Regions from separate parts of the Mus musculus genome. Here regions 1, 3 and 4 are each linked to region 2. Evidence: chromatin contacts called from public Micro-C and promoter capture Hi-C data. All regions are on one chromosome and are shown on one strand. The core of a region is the stretch at or near the end of the contact, and the rest is flanking DNA. Distances in the headings are between cores, read along the strand shown. Region 1 holds the start of Zfyve1 (zinc finger, FYVE domain containing 1). Region 2 holds the start of Map3k9 (mitogen-activated protein kinase kinase kinase 9). Region 3 holds the start of Ccdc177 (coiled-coil domain containing 177). Region 4 holds the start of Dpf3 (D4, zinc and double PHD fingers, family 3).

Region 1 (2,700 bases), core at 133-2,632, 1.8 Mb before region 2:
CAAACCCAGGGCCTTGTGTATGCCAGACAGCCAATCTCTTTTGAGGGACACACATAGACCAATATATTTACTTTATAAGCAAGGTTATGAAATAATCTGGCAAAGCTACACACAGCCACAGAGGCAGTCTTAGGGATAAAACCTTTGTCATGCCAACCAACCTCAGGCTTATTTAAAACTTGTTAGCTTAACTTTTATAAAATCCCTTCTTCTCCATACACCATCTTATTTCTGGTAAACACTTTTTAATGTGATTGTAGATGGCTTAGTTCTTATTATCCTGGTTGGTGATGTGGTACAGGTAAAAAAATAAAAAGTTCATCCAGGTTTGCCGCTGTTGGCTCTGTGTCATGAAGAGTTAATTTTCAGCAATATAATCCGTATACATAGCTCATTCACTATTTTGTAGATTTGGCTTAACTATTGATCTAATTATGTCCTGAGATCTATGAGTGTCCTCTTGAATCAGAAGATGAGGTCTTATCCAGTGTTGTCAATAATTTGCTGTGTACCTTGGCAAGTAACCTAACCTTAGTTTTCTCTCTCAGGTTAACCATTATCAAGATAAAAATCATATGTTAAGATTGGCAGAGCCATCAGAAATTACACAGCAAAATTCCTTTATTTTATGGAAGGACTGAGTGATTTACCCTACCAACCTATGTAGTTAGTTTTCCTAGGCATTACAGACCAGTATCTTTTCCATGCATTGTATTTTCTCTCAATATTGTCTCAAGAAATAAATGAGAAAAAAGTGAAAGTACTAAACAAATATAAAGCTATTATTAAAAAAATCAGACAATAGTATTACAGACACTGTTATCTTAAATTTTATTGGAGTGTGTACTGTAACTATTCTGCACAATATAAAAATTAGAAGTTATGATGTCTATGTATGGAAAAAGGCAGAAAAGGAATAAGGCTGGAACAAAATTAACAGTTGATTAACTTTGAAGGGAAAACAAAACAGCCTCAAGCATAGTAATATCCTCTCAATGTTTACTGGTATTTTTCCACTTTGAGCATTTCTGAAGGAAAGATGTACAATAATAATGTGCCGTGCCATTTCCTGGTTATATAGAACATCATATCTTTTGTTTAATTTACAATACTCCTTCCCGGGCCACTGCCCTAAACTAGTCGCTGCAACCTGCAAAAACCTCAGCCCCGGCCGAGACTCTAAGTCCCGAAATGCTTTCAGGCTTGTCTGTCCCGCCTATTCGCAACGACGATGCTTCCATCGGGAATTGTAGTCATGTGGAGCTTGTATTTCAGGGCTGTAGGGCAGAACGACAATCCCCCCAAAACTACAACTCCCAAAAGGCCGCAAGCGCCCTTCCCGCTCCCCGTCGTCGCGCTCCGCCCCTGGCCGCTCCTCCCTAGCTGGGCTGCGCTGTTCATGCCTTCCTGTTGGTCTGAGCTGGGAGAAGTTCACTCTGATCAGCTGATTCCAACTGACAACAAGAGAGGAGGAAGCCTGGGAGGCAGCAGAGGAGGAGGGGGCGGAGATGGAGCTGAGGATGGATCCGCCGGGGCCCTAGAGCAGCCCGGGTCCTGTCGGCAATCCGCGTCCCCCACACCGCCTTGCCTTGGCCGAACTGCTCCGGGTGGGCTCTGTGGGCCGCGGCGGAGAGGGCGGGGGCGCCTTGGCCCAGCCCCGGGCGAGTGCTGGTCCCGGGGCTCCCTCCAGTCGCTCCTAGGAGGAAGGGGGGACGGGTGCGGCTCGAGTGGGGGTGGGGTGGCATAAACAATGGATTCGGCTCCGGGATGTGCGGGTTTGTGTGAAATTTGGGGGGCCTTCTTTGTTCTTCGTCTCCGCTGCCACCCCTTGGGTTGTGGTGGTGGTGTCCGGGAGCAAGGTGGGTGAGGGACCCTGGATTGGAGAGAGGCGTCGAGGTTTGGGGGGGGGGGGTTTGCTCCGAGTGGCATATTGTTTGCTTGGCCTGGTGGTGGTGAGGGTCAGCTGTTCTTTTGAAGGTTGGTTTTCTGTTTTTCTTAGTAGTGACAAGTTTTGATTTTTGTTTCCCTTTTGGGAGCTGACTGGACACGTCTGAGGTTAAGGTGAAAATAAGGTCCCCTGGTTACTCCCTTGCCTTGTTTATCTGAAGATCAGATGGATAGATTGGCTACTGAAAGGGAGGAGTGAATATCTGAAAGGAGGACTTTACACTTGGTTGTGCTCTTGGAATAGGAGGCAAAGGTAGGGAGAATTAGGAGTGTAGTTACGTTAGTGACCCAAAACCCCCTTTCCTGTCTTCCCAAGTTTTTGACTTGGTTTGTTTTGTTTTAAGTGTTTGAGTGACAAGAGAAAATGAGTTGTTTTGACTCACTGTAGGGCCTGGCTCTACTGTGCGCCTAAGTGCTGGAATTCTGCCTCCTGTTGCTGCCGGTTCTCTTCCTCTGTAGAGAGGAGGCACAGGAGGAAGCTCAGTAGTTGTCTTACTGTTTTTGAAAATGAAGTTGGGACTATTGTTGTCAATTTTAGAGTCCTTACTAGACCTTTGCTCGACTAGAGCTGAGAGAGTCCATTTTATAAGGATAATTGGGTTTGTAGAGGTCTTTGAGGGTGGTGTGAATTTATTGTTACAATATTTTTCTTAGCTTTTTACAGACCTCCTTTTCCATTTCTCATATATAAGGAGCAGGTGCAGAGGGCTTAGCCTCCTAAAAGCTGTCTGTTTAGTGATTTTGAATCAGAGC
Region 2 (2,816 bases), core at 72-2,571:
TGACCCTCCCAGGAATTGAACATGTTAGACCCTCCTATAAACTTGACTGCGTTAGGGGATTTACTTCCGGATCTCCGTCCCCAGGACTGTCTGGATGCTCCTTGAACAGTACCATCTCATCCCTTTCCCAAGACCTTAAATGTGCACAGTGTCTCCCTTTACAATGTAGTCACAGCCCCTTGCAAATCACTGGATGTCCAAAACTAAAACACAGGAGGCTTTTCCCTCCACGGTCTTCACTTCAAGGATAAACAGATGGCACCTGCCCAAGGTCATGTAGCTGCCTCGCTATTTTTTCAAATTGCTCCAGTTTGCCTAATATTAAACTTCAAATTAAAATGAAACAAAAATGGTCTGGTGGGGCACATTGGCACACGCCTGTAATCCCAAGACTTGGGCAGTTGAGGCAGCGAGATAATGAGAGGCCAGTATGGCCTACCCAGTAAGATCTTGCTTCAAAACCACAAATGAGCAAATAAACAATGAAGTACTGACTCTTGTTACACAAATCACATCAATGCCTGTCTTGGAAATACAGTTTGGTAGTTACCATGGCTGAAATATGGAAGCCATTGCTATGACAGGCTTAAAAACATGTAAAAGAGGTTAAGGTCCTTGGGGGTGGTGGCGGCAGGTAACAAAAAGACATAGCATAGGTCAGCCCTTGCCCAAGAATGGCAGGCAGCACCCGCCTTTACTCCTTTAGTCTTTGGAAACTGGGTATCCAGTCACCAGGGTCCTAGATATAGCCAGTTTCACAAGGCAAGCGCAAACTAGCTGGTTCCGCATGACTTCCCGAGCCTGCGGAAGCCCCACTAGGAGACCTCCCCTTTCGGAATTCTAATAACAATGGCCAGGAACTTCTTCTTACAAAGATGAACACAGTCTTCATTAAGGCCAGCAGAGCAATCGAAAGAGTTCTTCCATCGCTAGCCATAAGGTTCCGGGGTGTGAGTGTGTGCGTAGCGGCGACAGTGGACGTAAGCTGGTCCCCGTGGCCAAATAGGGGAACAGCAGATCCATCTGAACCGGGAATTGGCGCAGCCCGTAGGACCAAACGGCGCGGACAAAAGACAGAGGGCTCCGCAGCCCGCTCGGACTGTCCGAACGCACGCTGGGTCTCACCTTCGGGAGCCACCCAATGAGGTCTCAGCCACCCTCAGGAGACGGACAGCCGCGGCGGGCCAATGGGAGGATGGGTTGGCTGTGGAGGCGGGCCCATCCTGGAGGCCCCGCCCCCGGGTCCGCAGGGCTGGGGCGGAGCCAGGCTCGCGTCAGGTGGTCCCGGGCGTGCGGGAGGCGGGGCGCACGGGGCGGGGAGGGGAGGGAGCGGCCAGCGGGCGGCGGGCACGGGCGGCACGAGCAGGTGGGAGCCGCCGAGGGGCGAGGCCGCCCGCGGGGGCGCCAGGCGGCCGGGACTGCGCCGCGCCCCTGTCCGCGGTGCGCGCTCGCGGTGCGCACCGGGCGTCCTCGACTCTCGCGCGCCCAGCCTGCTCGGGCCCTACCTGCGGCGGCCGTCGGGGGCGCGGAGCCCCCAGCGCTGCCGAGCCGCATGAACAATAGGCGGCGGCGGCTCCCGCGGGCGGCCGCCCCGCACCCTATGGACCAGCCGCTCCATGGAGTCCTCCAGATCGCTTCTCGGCTGCCTGGCGAGTGCCACTGCCGCCCCGCCGGGGGACGATGCCACGGGCGCTGGGGCCGAAGAGGAGGAGGACGAGGAGGAGGCGGCGGCCGAGCTGGGATCTCACGCCGCGCTGCCCTACTGGACGGCTGTGTTCGAGTACGAGGCGGCGGGCGAGGACGAGCTGACCCTGCGGCTGGGCGATGTGGTAGAGGTGCTGTCCAAGGACTCGCAGGTGTCCGGCGATGAGGGCTGGTGGACCGGACAGCTGAACCAGCGGGTGGGCATCTTCCCCAGCAACTACGTGACCCCGCGTAGCGCCTTCTCCAGCCGCTGCCAGCCGGGCGCCGAGGACCCCAGCTGCTACCCGCCCATTCAGCGTAAGAAGGCGGGCACCGGTGCCCGGTGGGGACGGGGGGCTGAGGCCTAAGGATGGGCGAAGAGCAGTCCCGAGTGGGGAGCGACTGGCCCGGGCATGGGTGGGCACTTTGGCTGCAGGGGCTTTAGCTGGTGCTACCCAGAAGCTCCAGAGTCGCAGGCCCTGCCTGGAACACCGGGCTTCTTCACCGTCATCTGACTCGCTCAAGTAGCAACTCTTGAAACCCTAGCAGGAGTCTCCTTACGTCCCAACCCCTTACCCCCCCCCGCCCCCCCCGCCCCTTGTGCCCCTCCAGATCTGGAAGGGTTTTGGAGAGCAGGTGGTTACTGTCACCAGTAACCTTAGTTCCCTAATCAAGGACCCGGCGGACCTTTTCTGTTTCTTGTCTCCGCCTCTTAAAGGTATTTGTCTAGAGAGGAGTGGAGGTGCCTCCCGCCTGCCTGGGCAGGTTCACAAGTCCCGGAAGCGTGTGTGAACTCAGGAGTCAGGTGCCTTTGAAATCTCGTGTTGGTTTCTTGGGTTCTCGTACTGTATTTCAAAGTTGTACCCTGAGGAATCTTGCCGAATATTATGTTAGGAAAGGTGTGTACAAGGGGAGGGGGCAAAGTTATGAGTGGAGAAATAATTAGAGGGAGAAAGTATGTCTGTCCCTCGTGGGAGTTCAGGATCAGCAGGTACAGTGGCTAAGTCCTTGTCCCATACAGCCATACTGTTCACACAACACATTTTTTTTTTCCACCCTAGATCCTTGCCTATATTTGGCATTGGCCAAATCTCAGGGGCCAGGACCAGGGTTCCCTCCCAGGGCCTTTCTCC
Region 3 (2,700 bases), core at 30-2,529, 1.0 Mb after region 2:
TGTTGGATGGTCCTACTCTAATGACGGAGAGGGGCAACTGCCCATAACTGGCATTCCATACCAGCTAATCTTCCCTCCTGGATCCACGCTTTCCGTGTCTGTCTGTCTGTCTGTCTGTCTGTCTGTCTGTCTCAGCATCCCACTGCTCCAGGCAGCCATCCTTGATCCCTCACTTCACACACTAGAGCCAAGCTTTGAGTGTGGTTCCTTCCACTGTATTTACAAACCCCCACCTTCCTCCTTTCCTACCACCGCTCCCTTTCTGGTTCCAACATTCCCTGTGCTGGGTACCTGCAGTGCCTCCCCAACTGCTTCCTTAGTCTCTTGGGCCTTGCCCTGTTGTTGCTAGAGTTATGTTCCTAAAAAGTCTATCTGCGGCATTATTTCCTTGTTCAAAACCTTCCCTTTCCAAAACAAAACAAAACAAAACAAAACAAAACAAAACAAAAACTTTACTTTCCCCTCATGGTTTCCTTTGTTTGCTTGTTTAGTTTCTCTGTGTAGCCCTGGCTGTCCTGGAACTCTGTAGCTCAGGCTGGTCTTGAACTCACAGAGCTCCACCTGCCTCTGCCTCCTGAGTGCTGGGATCAAAGGCGGGCATCACCACCAACCAGCCCTTCGGATTCTTTAGCATCATAGTTCACCACACTCTCTAATGCTACACCTCCCCCCCCCCCCCATTCCTTGGAGGATTCTAATCTGGGATGTCTTTGGCCACTACCACTCACGATGGAAGGGTAGGATGAGGTGTCATCAAAAAGCACTCATTACATGGCATCGATCAGGATCAGTCTCATCGTATGAAACTAGCGACTCGGAAGCAGCATCCGCTGGTCACTTGTGTTCTGCCGCCTGAACCCGTGTGTTTTTGTCGACTGTTTTTAGTTATTTAGGTGAGCAAACAAGGTAATGGCAATTTCATAATGTGGCATCATTCTTTGTTCTCATTCGTTCTCCCATCTTAGCTTTCCTTAAATAAATAAAAATCACTATTTGGACCAGGTGCCCTCTTTCTACCCAATTACTTGCTGACTTGTTGGTCTGCTTAAGATCCCTTTGAGAAATATACTGATTCCTTCATTGTACCCGCCTAAGGTGCCCAAAGACTAGATTTCTGGTGATAACTGCTATGTCCACATCTCTCTGTATTACGTATGTATGCATGCATTCATTTATATGCATACATGTGTAGTTACTGTATTTTTAATTGCTTTGTCGTCCTCTAAGCAAAGAAATGAATACCCTTAAGTGGCCACCAGGAGGCGCCAGGAGCAGCGAGAGACCTGCGGTACCTTGGCGGTAGAGGTGGAGATGGATGCAGAGGCGAGGGAAGAACCCAGCTTCCTTTTTTAAGAATCAGTTGTGAGCAAGGGAGCAGAGCTACGTTATTTTAGGGAGACTTTGTCGCACTCCCCCTCCCCCGGGTAGGTAGCGTCTGGGATGTGTGCTCCCAGTTCGTAGTCTCCCATGGAGAGACGCTGGCTGCTGCAGCCGGCAGTAACCCGACCCCGCCGGCGCAGGGACTGAAGAGGCGCCGGGGAGAGCAGCGAGAGGCGAACAAAAGCCCTCGGCAAGGGGGCCGGAGCCCGGACCTGGGGTAAGTGAACCCGCTCGGAGACCTAGCAGCTCCCAGAATGGAGCGGCAGGGTTTACGGCGCTCTAAGAGCCCACTCCCCTGAGATGCGGTGCGGAAACTGGTGAGCATCAGCGGCTGATGTCTGAGTCCACCATACTGGGGTTGATGGTACCTTTAACTACACATTCGGCCTTGGAGATCGGGTGCATCTGGGAGGATTCAGGTGCCTTGTGCATCTTGAGCAAACACCGGGTGGGGGCTGGAGGAAGAGGAAGGCAGAGAGCTCCCAGCAAGCCCCGCTGGAGAGGCTGGAGAAAGAATCCATCACTCCACTCGGAGAAGCCTTTGGAGACTCTTTTCAGCCCTTCCATCTCCCGGGGGCCCTGCGCTCCGGGTCCTTTTGGTAGAGAGAAATCAACCATAAACTTCTTCCTAGGCAACTGGGGCCCTCGCAGCAATGCACTTTGGCATGCACAGGCCCCTTCCCCTTTTGTGTTCTTGCAAAGCTGCATCCCAGCAGCCCGCCTAAGCTACAAACAAATAGCTAATCCTCCGGGGAATCCTCCAGCGCCTCCCTCGCTGGCTGCAGCCTTCCTTGCACTTCAATCTTTGCAGGAAGGGGATGCAGCTAGTGGGCCTCACGCCAATGTGGTCTCCTGAAAGGCCCTGCATTCTAGGTCTGAGGGAGACTGAGGCTGCTGTCTAAGGCCCAGCGTCCCCCCACCGCAACTGCCCAGCCTGAGTTTTTGGGGCATCAGTTTTAGGATTTACGTTCCATCAGGCCCCTGAGCCTAATCTGAAATCGGATTAAGTTGGGAGGGGTAAATATGGCTGAGGAGGGAGGAACAGCTCACAGATCCTCTATGTCCCCCCGCCCCTCTGTCATCTCAGGGACTCCAACAAAGAACGAGGTTCAGCTATGGTGGACCCGGTGCCAGAAGAGGAGAAAGAGGGAGCGGAGCCCGGTGGCTCTGAAGGGGATGAGGCCACAGCGTCCGAGCCCCCCGATGCCCAGGGAGCCCAGCAGCCGGCTGCCTCCTCGGCCTCCGCCTCCGCGGCGGCGCCCCGTAAGGCTGAAGTCCCCTGCGGGGCAGAAGGTGGACGTCGGGAGCAGTCTCCGTTGC
Region 4 (2,740 bases), core at 38-2,537, 1.7 Mb before region 2:
GCTTTGTAATTGTATTTTACTTTATTCATCGAGAGTCGTAAAAGGCGAGAGCAGGTGGAATTGTGAACTGCAATTCAGCATCTCTCGGTTTCCTTTTCACTTCCCAGCCCCCAGCTATTTGACCTGATTAAACAGCCAAGGGGGCCATAGCCCGGCTTCTATAAGCTAACGATGCCTGTGCCCTCTAAGTGATTTCATGAGTTTTCGCCCACTCCGAGTCTCCCTGTGCTCCGTGGAAGTCTGAGTTCGCAGAAGTCTCTCAGTTTCTTCTGGGGTTTATCAGATTCTGAGCAGCCGCATACTGGGGAAGCCAGGAGTCACGTCTGAACATTCACTTGCAAATTCTTTTCACCTCCTATCTTAGTCCAGAAAGGTGACGCCTGAATTCTCAGAGCCGTTCCCAGAGGGGACTCAGGCAACACCTACCTCAGGCTCTAACAATTTTTGCATAGTTACTGACTTCCCTAGCTGCGTTTCCTAAAGTTGCCTCAAAATTTCCCCAACCTTCTGCCTAAAAAGCGCCAGGTCTCACTTCGCTCCCAAGCTGGCCATGTCAGATCAGTGTGAATCGTTGACAGTGGAGAACGGTGGTCGTAGGGGACCGCGCGGAGTGACCACCCGTGAATTACGTAACAAAAGCCGTGGCTGTCCGCAAGCCTGACACTGAGACATTCCAGGAGGAAGGGAGTTGCTGTCCTGGACTCTCCAGTTCTCAGAAACCGCCCGGGGAAGGTGGCTGAGATCAAGAAAACACTTCGGGAACAAGAATATTGAACAGCCGCGGAACCCAGAACATTATTAGCAAACAGTGGAACACGAGTAGTAATTTCTTGGAGGAAACTGCAGCCTTCCAACTTTTTGCACTGCAACACGGTGGTGTACAAGGAGCTCGGGGGTTAAAAACCGTGATTTACAAAGCCCAGAGCTAATGAATGGGGTTAAGTGGTTTTGTTGGCACTATGTAAATATTCTTGTCCAGGAGCGCAAACTCTGCAGTTATTTAGCAAAGTAGGGACTCCAACTAAGCGAGAATGCTCTCCCATGTTGTCTCCACGAGTTCCAATCTAAAAGGGCGCTACTAACACGGTACTGCCCCTTTAAGACCTGCTCGCTCTCGGGCTCTACAAAAGGGAGTGACCTCTGGGCTTTGACAGCTCCCCTAATAACTACCACCACGCAGGCCCCGCCCACTTGGCGACCAGCCGCGCCGATTGGCCGGTAGGCCGGTATCCCGTGCTCTGATTGGCCTGCCGCTTCCCCTGAGCGAACCTTTAGAACTCTGAGACAGACAATATTCTGTTACATTGTAGCAAAATGGCGACTGTCATTCACAACCCCCTGAAAGCGTAAGTAAGACTAAAAAATGTACATATTCCGCGTGGTTTCAATATGAAAAAAAGGCGCCTTGTGGAGCGCAGCCGGCGCCCGGCTCTCGCAGACACCTCCCGCTGCGCCCGGGCTCCTCTTTTCTTCCTGCTCTTACTTCTTCATCTTTTTTTTTCCTCCCAGCGCGCAGAAATGTCAGGAGATGCAATTAACAAAAAGAAAATTGTTACATTTGTGTTCTGCTTAATTGGCTGACCGGGACCGGGAGGGAACACAGAGCGGCGGCGCCGGCTCAGGAGCTGCGGGGGTCGTGAGCAGCCCGGGTCTTCACGGTTCTCGGAGTCCCCTGCCTCTCCCGGCGCCGCGCGGAGCTGGCTGAGGCTGGCCAGAGCGCGGGGTTGGCTGAGCCTGGCCGGAGCGCGGGGCAGAGACCGCGTCGTGCGCTCGGCTGAGCCCTGCACTCCAAGCCCGAACCTTCCCGGCCCCGCTGCTCGTCCACCCAGGCGGGCAGACGGACCGCAGCGGCTGCGGAGTTTTGCAGGGCGTTCGCTCTGCCTTCCGAGCTCTCGCAGGGAGTTTGTGTAAACCTTCCGGAGTTGGGAGGACAGCGCGCGGAGCGGCGGGTCCCGGGAGTCCTGGGGCCCAGGTGCTTGCCCCGGGCTTTTCCACTCCGGCAGCCGGGGATCAGGCAGGCGCTCCGGGCGGTCGCCGGTGTGTCTGTGTATTTGTAGGCTAACTGGCTCTAGTAAATTAACGATCCGGGTTAACTTGGGGTTGATATGGAGGCAGGGAAACTGCAGGTCTTATAAATGGTGTGCTTGCCTGCTCTGGGTGAAAAGCCGAGGCGGTGGAGGCGGCGGTGGAGGGCTCTGGCGACAGCGAGGGGCAGGTGCCTCCCGGAGACTTTGAGCGGACACAGGGGGGCGGGCTGCGCAAGGACTCGCGGGGGCCGGTTCCCGATCGGAGCTGCCTGCCCGCCGGTCTTCCTTCCTTCCTTCCTTCCTTCCTTCCTTCCTTCCTTCCTTCCTTCTTCCAGTCGGTGGACTGAATATGAAGCCGCAAGTCCGCGGGTGATCGCGGAGCCGGGGGTGGCCTCGGAAAACTAGTGTGGCTCTCAAGGGGCGCTATTGGCAGGCATGTTGGCAGAGGGTGGATCCTTGGGAATCGCGGCGCGGCGTGGGCACCCAGTGGGTGCCCGGTGTACTAGGACTTCCCCGCCCTGATGAAAGCCAGTGGGAGTCGGAGGGTGAGCGTGGGTGTTTAGTGCCAATTCTTCCCGGTGTGTGTCAGTGGTCGATCTTGGCTCTTTTAGCTGCGCGCTACAGCGTCCCTGGCTATGGGAGTCGAAAACACCGTTCGCTTTGGGGAGCAGCAGGGCGGCGGCGAGAGAGTGTGCGTGGGATTCCTAGTGCCA

The links. Promoter capture Hi-C pulls out the DNA fragments that hold promoters and counts their contacts. A called contact is a pair of places that touch in the nucleus more often than the background predicts.
Region 1: a promoter capture Hi-C map of embryonic stem cells shows a contact between it and region 2, with 2.7 times the contacts expected there. The contact joins the promoter of Zfyve1 here to the promoter of Map3k9 in region 2. A contact is called at or near these places in 1 of 39 promoter capture datasets (embryonic stem cells), 1 of 115 datasets of contacts at active chromatin or transcription factors (astrocytes) and 1 of 9 other capture datasets (macrophages).
Region 3: a contact with region 2 is called in a Micro-C map of embryonic stem cells, with 6 times the contacts expected there. The contact joins the promoter of Ccdc177 here to the promoter of Map3k9 in region 2. A contact is called at or near these places in 3 of 39 promoter capture datasets (embryonic stem cells, hippocampal neurons and liver), 1 of 15 datasets of contacts at CTCF or cohesin (embryonic stem cells), 3 of 484 Hi-C or Micro-C datasets (embryonic stem cells and pro-B cells) and 1 of 115 datasets of contacts at active chromatin or transcription factors (astrocytes).
Region 4: a Micro-C map of embryonic stem cells shows a contact between it and region 2, with 11 times the contacts expected there. The contact joins the promoter of Dpf3 here to the promoter of Map3k9 in region 2. A contact is called at or near these places in 2 of 484 Hi-C or Micro-C datasets (embryonic stem cells and pro-B cells) and 1 of 115 datasets of contacts at active chromatin or transcription factors (astrocytes).

Annotation. Positions count from the first base shown.
Region 1 is chr12:83,595,904-83,598,603 of GRCm38.p6, reverse strand. Zfyve1 (zinc finger, FYVE domain containing 1) reads left to right here and starts at 1,382. Exons shown (of 12, transcript NM_183154.4): 1 at 1,382-1,607.
Region 2 is chr12:81,779,675-81,782,490 of GRCm38.p6, reverse strand. It overlaps Map3k9 (mitogen-activated protein kinase kinase kinase 9), which reads left to right and starts at 1,321. Exons shown (of 11, transcript NM_001174107.1): 1 at 1,321-2,001. The coding sequence starts at 1,617. Gm46366 (a long non-coding RNA gene) reads left to right here. Exons shown (of 3, transcript XR_001780649.2): 3 at 1-471.
Region 3 is chr12:80,759,294-80,761,993 of GRCm38.p6, reverse strand. Ccdc177 (coiled-coil domain containing 177) reads left to right here and starts at 1,279. Exons shown (of 2, transcript NM_001008423.2): 1 at 1,279-1,597; 2 at 2,468-2,700. The coding sequence starts at 2,496.
Region 4 is chr12:83,486,283-83,489,022 of GRCm38.p6, reverse strand. It overlaps Dpf3 (D4, zinc and double PHD fingers, family 3), which reads left to right and starts at 1,287. Exons shown (of 11, transcript NM_001267625.1): 1 at 1,287-1,346. The coding sequence starts at 1,315.